2 separate regions of the Anser cygnoides genome follow, and region 1 is linked to region 2. Evidence: chromatin contacts called from public Hi-C data. All regions are on one chromosome and are shown on one strand. Each heading gives the region's core, a stretch centred on a gene start, on an enhancer-like site or on the middle of the called end of the contact. The rest is flanking DNA. Distances are from core to core; before and after follow the strand shown. Region 1 holds the start of TLR3 (toll like receptor 3). Region 2 overlaps LOC106035130 (a long non-coding RNA gene).

Region 1 (3,870 bases), core at 545-3,044, 510 kb before region 2:
GGCTAATTCCCGTGTCTCTGAAAAAAACTGAGGACATATCCCGAAAGCAGATATGTTACTGACAGGTTACTGGCATAGGGATATTACTCTTATGTGGAAACAATGCACCAAAAGGGTTCTACAGAGCCAAATAAAGTATGCCTCTTTAAAAAGGGAACTTAAGTGACAGCATAATATATTAATAATATATTATATATAACACCCTTATAGTAATAATATCATATATTATATATTATATATAATAATAATGTTAAATATATTAATTATTAATTATAATAATACATTAATCAAATATTTTCTATTGTAATAAAATAAGGAAATGTTTTCAGAAGACCAAATAAAAGTTTCAGGTACAGCTTTTAGATGTTTTTCCTTTTAACGTCACTTGTGAATTCACTTTTTCCAGGGACCTGACCATCACTTTTCTGGAGAGAGAGGACTTGTCCAATACATGCTTCTGGCTGTGACAAAAGGTCCTGCTGCTTGGGCTACATTGGCATTGGTGCACCTGTGTGTCACAAATCAGGAGGCTCACAAACCTCTTACTCAAGAAACCTCTGCAGGTCTTATCCAGCCATAGGTTCAGCTCACATTATCAGGTAGTAGCGCTGTCCCTCGAGTGGAGACAGTAGCTGCAGCAGTTGCCTAGAAAAGAGTAAAAGTGGGCTGTAATCCTTCCTTCGAAGTGTTTGAAATCACAGCCTGAAGGAACATGTTAACCCCCCACCTGCCAGGAGCTCTGGGAGGGGAGGGAGGCTGTGCTGGCTACCATCCTGCATCCTGTTAAATCTGGGACCACTGGCAGCTTGGCAATGTTGGGGAGCACAGGGAGGCAGAGCAACTGCCTAGTGAAAACTATTGCTTACTCTTGGAGTTAAGACACCAAAATGGACACCAGAACCACAATCCTTTACAGCTAAGAGGCTCTAAGGCCTGTTTCATTCCCATTTCATAGTCAAATTTTTGTCTTCCATTTTAGCTTGCTGTGGGAAGAAGAAATTTGTTCCATATTGCCCTGTGTGCTTCTGCAGAGATAATTTGATCGTAAGTGCAGTCACACTAAATTACTCTGAGGAGGGTTTTCCCTCTGTGTTTTAAAACTCTGCTGCTCTGGAACAGATGGGATTGCATTGGTGGCAAAGAAACAGAATAACTAACAACCTTTGCAGAGCATTGTTCTAACACAGCAATACTGTCAGGTATTTTGCATACCATTTCCCTCTACACCATAATCTTTGCAAGGTGAAAGCTGCTCTTTGATCTCACCTCTCAACTGATTCTTGCACAACACCTCTAGCCATTTTGCAGCATGATTTGCAAGAACCAGCAACTTACAATGTGCAAGGCAGACTCTAGGGCATACACAAACAGTTCAGATTCACGAAGTACAGGATTTCTGAGGCAGAGGACAAAAGTTGACACATCTGTGCCTATTTCAGTGGTGTGAAATCACATCAGGTTCTCAAGTTTCCATAACTTCACTGTAAATTAAATGGCACTTGTGTTTTCAAGAGCTGCAAAGGACATGGTAAACTCATAGGGTAGGAAAAAGTCAAGCACTCCACCTGTCCTAAGAATATTTTAGGGAAAAAGCAGAGCAAAATTAAGCAATGACCCCATATGGTGGGTGATGAAAGCAACTCACGTCAGTTGGTTCTGAATGGTGACAATAGGCAGCAGGGCACAATCCTGGATATGTAGCCATTTCACTCGTAGCTAACAGCAGAGAGCAGCCAGCTGCTGCACAGACCTAGTATAAGTTTATTTGGACTCCAGGCACAGAAGGGTGGGGACATAGGTGCGGTATCTGATGGAACACTCCCAGAACAAACATGCCACCGAAACCTAGCATAGAAAAAAAGAAAAAAGGAAATTTACTAATCTTAATCTGGTCTTTAAATACATACAGGTGTTAACACGGTAGCATGCAGCTAGTGGGACTTCAGTGTTTTCATAAACTGAAGTCAGACTGCAAGCATCAGGGGAAGACCCAAAATAACACACAGACACTATGCATGGCTCATGGTAAAAGCTCCATATATTGTGGTTGGGTATAGAAAGAAGTGTAGAAAGAACTGAAAGAGTTCTGGAAGCGAGCCAAGCTACCAGGAGAAAGCAAGCAGGAAAGAGCAGAGAACTGAACAGTTAAGATCTGAGGCAAGGCTTGACAAGGGACATCCTTCAGCTTTGAGGAAAACTGATGAGAGGACAGTGGGGCAGATAAAGCAAGCTTCTATCTACCTCTAGGGACAGAAGAATAGATGTTTTTCTGTCACTGTTCTTAGACAAATTCAGTTGTGCTGCTGAGGAATCTAATAGGTCAGGTGCCTTTTGGGTGCAATGGTTCCTTTAAGGCTGCTCACTCATCGTTGTTAATTTAGCGGTGACAGGTGGTAAAAATTGATTTTTTCCATTAGCTTTTTGTGGGTGCAGAAGTGGAAAAGCATATCTGAGGGCTGACGTGCAGGTAAAGTAGACCATATGCTTATTTTAGTGTATTCCCAAACTTCTGGGTACTATCAAAGACAGGAGAATGTTTCCACAATCTTTTTTTTTTTTCCCTAGCTGAAGACATTGCCTGGGCAGGTGGCTGAGAACTCAGTCCATAGCTTGGGTTTTAAGCTACCCAGTAGCCAACAATAAACAGGATGAATTATTCATCACTTGGAAGTTACATGAAAAATACCACTGGACACAGATAAACTCTGCAGCAGTTGCTCATCAGCTCCAAGAGCAGTCACAACACTTCCCTGATGCGCTGCAATGACTGAAGATCAACTGCAACTCCACAATAAATCACATTTACTGCAGGACAAGCTGCACTTTACTTTCCAGCCAGGGAACCCTAATCCCAGAGAAACCTGGAGTTGCTTCCAGGTTAACATTTTAGTCTGGATTAGCAAAGGTAAAAATGTTTCACTTTGGTACTTTTTTTTTTTTTTTTTTAGGAGTTATCAATATTTCATGTTTGCACCGCTGGATTTTTTTTAAAGTATATATATTTTGCAATGAAATGTTTTAGCTTTTTAGATACTAACTATTAAAGAGATTTGTACTTGGGATTTGTATGCATTCCTATGTTGTAGGAAAAAAAAAAAAAGCAATTTCTGGCTCTAAGAACTCTCCAGCGAAGATGGCAACCTTCCTAAAATCTTGTTCTTATCCAGCTCTAACAATTAGGCATGCACATCAAATATTTCTAATTTGCAATAATTTCTATTTCTCAGGATTTTCTCACAGCATTTAATAGTTTGGTTTCAGAATCCCTTCCTTTTTCAATGTTCCCCCTTTTTTTATGGCAGATTTTCATGTTTGTGTTCACAGTGTAACTACTCAGAAATATTTCCCTACTAAAGGTTATACCTTTAAAGGCTATGTGACCTCCAGCTTCTAAAGTTAAACTGTACTTAAAAGAATCACAGCTGCATTTGACCTTTCCATTTAATAAAATCTGTATTCAGTTATATCCAGAACCTTTTTGAATTGCACCTTTCCCTCAATATTACTGTGTCCTGAAAGCCCTAGAAGCCCAGATTCACTAAAAGCTCAAAGCAGTAAAATGCACAAGCCAGGAATACACAAGTGAATGAATACACAAACACACCCATTTGGTTCACCCTTTTCCTCCTCACCCTCAAGAAATATTTTGCTTTGTTGGTAACTGACTTCAGATGCAAAAGAACTTCTTTAAAATGGCCCCAGTTACATCTGTTGACCACACCTATTCACTGTTGTTTCTCTCATTCTCGCTTCAGGAATAAAAGAAGTCATTCTTCAGACTTCCTTACCTTTATTCCACCCAAGATGCTGCATCTAACTTCATTTACAAGGTGCCAGACAGATACTGAGCATGCTTCTTAATGCAGTGAA
Region 2 (4,074 bases), core at 446-2,945:
GAAGTGGTGGAAGTTTTCTTCTCGCAGGGTTGTGTGAAAGCTGTGCTGATCTATTAATTTTATATTACCATCAAGGAAAAATCTGTGCTGACCTTTTGACCATCGTGGCAGGAGAGGTGGTTTTAGGGTACACATGAGAGCTGGATAGGCACAGTTGTCCCTGCTGGCATTGGAAACGGGGTTGTTTAATGCTAAATTGCAGCTGTGCTATTTTTACGAAGCAGTAATTTTCCTCCACAATTTTGTAACTCCCTGCGTTGTAAGCTCTGTTACTTGGGCACTTTTAACACGATGTACAGAGACTCCAGCTTTTCATTGCAGCAGCTGCGTAGGCTAAATGTGCTGATCAAGTCCTTCTGCTCCTTGTGCTGGCACCGAGTCCTGTAGGTGTGTTTTGCTCCTGGTTGACAGAGGTCCTTTCCCGTGACCAGCCCTCAGCCACTTAAAAGATACACTGAGCACCTTTCCAGCCGTGCTGGGTGATTCGATGCACACTGTGTGCTAGTGGTGGTGGTGGGGTGCCCCGCAGTTGTCTTTTCAGGTGGGGTTTTTGGAACAAAAGTTAATTTTTTGCACCATCACAGTGCCTTTTAATTCCGAAATATTCCAAGTGAATCCGCTGGAGCCATCCCATTAGCATCAGAGGGCATTACGTTAGCGTCTGAAAGCACTGAAAGTCTCTGTTTGCACCCGTTGGCAGTTTCGGGCTATTTAATATTTTGCTTTACACTTGCGTGTTTATCTTCTCGATTTTCTAAACACAGAGTTAAAGCACTGATGTGTCAGTACAAACTTTTCCTGTTAACTGCATTGAATAAATATTTTTTTCCAGGAATAATGCAACTTTATTTTCTAAGGCAGCTACCATCTGAAGAAGGCTGTGGCTTTTCAGGCGTATATGGAATAAACAGGTTGCATTCACCACTGCCGTAATTCTCCTCAACTTAGTGAATTTACACTAGGGATAAATTTGAGCAAATGTTTCCAGGCAGCCATCAATTTGCTCTGGTCTCCAGCTGAATGTTACAAAAGCCTAAAGTAGGTCTTGGGGATCTGTTTGGTAACAGAGAAAGAGATTTCATCGCTGTTGACAGCTGCTGGGTACATAAAAGACTGACTGAGCCGCAGAAATATCTTCCAGTGCTGATGTCCCTTGCGAGCAATTGCCAGCTCATTGCCCAAGAGGTCTGAAAGCCTGGGAATGTGTGCGGTGCAGCAAGGCGCGGTGCACCTATGGGGTGCCCTATGGATTTAGCAGCCCATGCCCTGGAAGCAGCAGAGCCTGTTAGCTAGGTTGGACACCCTGCTGTCACACCACGGGGCACACACAAACCATACCTGGGAACTTCGAACACAGTCTGCTCAGGGGACTGCAACGCAGTGGTTAAGTGGGAGAGGTTTGTCCCCTGGTCTTTGGGCAGTTACCCAGTGTTAATGCAAATATTCATTTTTTTTTTTTTATTTTTTTTCCTTCCTTTAAAGAAGCTGCATGGGTCCTGAAAAGAAGGAAGAAAAAGCTTTCATTCATGACTTTTGTACAGACATTCCTGATTGGAGGCCCTTTTTATTTACCAAGCCACGGTTCATACCTTTTGTGCCATTCGCAGCACTTCTATCTGCTGCTGTTGTGCTATCAGGCAGCTGCCTGAGGGGGATATGAAGTGTGGCCTCAGGCAAAAACAGGTAAAGTGAGAAAGAGGAAAGTATTTAAAGAGAATTTAGGAAGAAAAGCAGCCAGCTTTTCTGGATTAAATCTATTATAGTAAGACATAATCTTTCAAAGAAGCTGTATTAGCAGAGCCATCCTTAAACACCCTGGACAGAAAACTCAAGTGAGCGCTGTAGGAAATTGTCCAACCCTGTTAAAAGGGAGAAGTAAATTGCTTAATAAGCAATTCTCCATCTGTAGTCCCTATTAAATTTCACCCTAATCATTGTGCTTTATCAGCAATGGCTGTGATAGCATAAATCACACATCTTTTCAGGTCAGACAGTTCTCCCTCTTTTCCTGAGAAGTTAATTTTCCAGTTCTATTTTGGGAGCTCTGGTGCCTTTATTTAGCAGTGTAAATTTTAGTCTCCAGACACACAGAAGTGTATTTTGTAATAAGCTGGCTGAAGGCAACCTGCCAGTATTCAGTATCAGTGAAAAGTATTGTGACAAACTTAGGATTTTTAGACAGCTAAAGTCAACTAAGCTCAGATACTTGTTTAAGCACTCTGCTAAACAAGACTGCATTTAAGACTGTTTCTGTTTCAGTGGGTTTGTACTCTTAAATCTGTTTGAAATGCTTCGCAGTTGAGTGCTTAGCTCAATAAGCAAATAGCTGAACAACTAAATAAGCTGTATCTGAGGGGGCTATGTTTTCCTGTGGTTCTTGGAAAAGCACGTGCGTGCAAGGTGGTACAACCTGATCACTGAATGCACCGTGGAGTTTGGTAAACAAACAATCAAGGGTATCTCCCGCAGCATGAGGAAAGCTCTTCCAACACACACAGGCCTGTTGCAGCAATACTAGGTCTGGAACAAACAGTGAATTTGATTTTTTCCACTATTTGACCTAATCTTTGCCATCTTTTTGGTAGAAAATTGTATTCTCCCTATCTGACCTCTTCAAGGTTTTTGGGCTGCACTCAAAAAGGAGCTGAGGCATCACAGCTTTGAGGCTCACCCCAGGTGTCCCCCCAGACTAGCAGAGCCCTGACCCTCAAGTTAATCAAAGGAACTCCCTATGCAGTGCTGGGGGTACCTGGCATCCCTCAAAACAGGATCCAGAGGTGAGACATTATGTTTTCCTGAGTGGCTACTCTTAACAAGTGTGTAGGAGACTACATTTCTTCTCACACAAAGGCACTGATGCCTGATTCCTTTGGATAGCTTTTCCTGTGTGTTTCTTCTACTGTCTCTTTTGGGTACTTTTTTTTCTATGGCTACATCAGCGTTGCTTTCCACTTGAGGCATTTCATTGCGATATTTCAAGTTCTGCACGATTGCCATTCATCTTTTCTAGTGCATCATGAGCTAGCAAGCCTCAATCAGACTCCTGGTGCCTTCAGATAAATCTATTTTAATTCCGCAAGCTCTTCTTTAGGTCTGTAACAACACCTGAGAAAATGCTGACCAGACGACCCTCTGCTAGAGCTTTGAGTACTTTCTTCAGGGTTTGCTCCGGAGTGGTTTGTCTGAAAAAAAGTAGTTCACAGTTCATGAGAGACCAAACAGAACATATTTGACTTGGTTTGGCATGTAAACTCAGCTCTGGACTTTGCTCTTCACCACTCTTTGGTTCTGCGTGTTATATAAGTTTGTAGTCTAAATCACAAACCATCTATTGGGAGATTTAAAAAGTCAACAATTTTCATGGGAGCAGAGGGAGAGGGAGGCCCCCTTGGCGTGCTAAGAGCACAATAATGCTGACACACGAAGTATGGAAAAAAAAATTGGCAGTGGTCATCTTTCCAGAGTATTCTCTTCTTTCTTGTGGACTTTGGCACTTCTCTCCTTCCTGATAAACATCTGCTTTCTTCTGCTAGTTTTGCTTCTCCTCTGTGCTGGCTGTGTGAGGGGACTGTCATACGCTGTGGGGTGGCTCTGTGTCAGTGTGAGTGGAGTGCAAGTCTTCGGCCAACAAAGTTTCACAGCTTTCTCCTAGGCTAATTCCGGATCTCCCTGTTGCATCTTGCTAAATGCCTTTTTGTCCTAGACCTGAATTATGCCTCGTTAGAGGTTCACCGGGTTTCTCAAAGCTAGCTCTTCATTTCCCACCACTTACAAGTCCTCTGATGGTTTCCCCTTTCTTTTTGTAGTCAAAACCATATTGATTACAGGTCTCAATTTCACGGGGCTCATTTCTCTTCATTCTTTCATATAACATTTCACATCTGGCTTCATCTGCCTCAGTTAACCAGAAGCTCCTACAAAATGCTTTTGGGCTGCCCGTTATGAGAAATTAGTCTACTGTCTGGTGGCCTACCTTTTTGTTGGGACTCAGGGCTTGTAGGTAAAGTGTAGTTTACATCTTCTACAAGAAGGTTCTCCTGGTTTCTTTTTCTGGGTTCAGGAGTGACTTGTTTT

What was found. Hi-C and Micro-C count contacts between places; a contact is called where the count stands out from the background.
Region 1: a Hi-C map of liver shows a contact between it and region 2, with 2.0 times the contacts expected there. The contact joins the promoter of TLR3 here to the enhancer-like site in region 2. A contact is called at or near these places in 2 of 7 Hi-C or Micro-C datasets (both in liver).

The regions. Positions count from the first base shown.
Region 1 is chr4:60,065,000-60,068,869 of Taihu_goose_T2T_genome, reverse strand. It overlaps TLR3 (toll like receptor 3), which reads right to left and starts at 1,794. Exons shown (of 7, transcript XM_013179778.3): 1 at 1,646-1,794; 2 at 540-645.
Region 2 is chr4:59,551,147-59,555,220 of Taihu_goose_T2T_genome, reverse strand. All of the region lies in intron 1 of LOC106035130 (a long non-coding RNA gene), which reads left to right. Among named protein-coding and RNA genes, the nearest start is that of HELT, 11 kb to the left of the region's middle. Within about 2 kb of position 1,695, at least 1 of the 3 cell types and tissues checked has open chromatin away from gene starts, as enhancers often do. A contact at or near this core is called in liver, where this site is marked.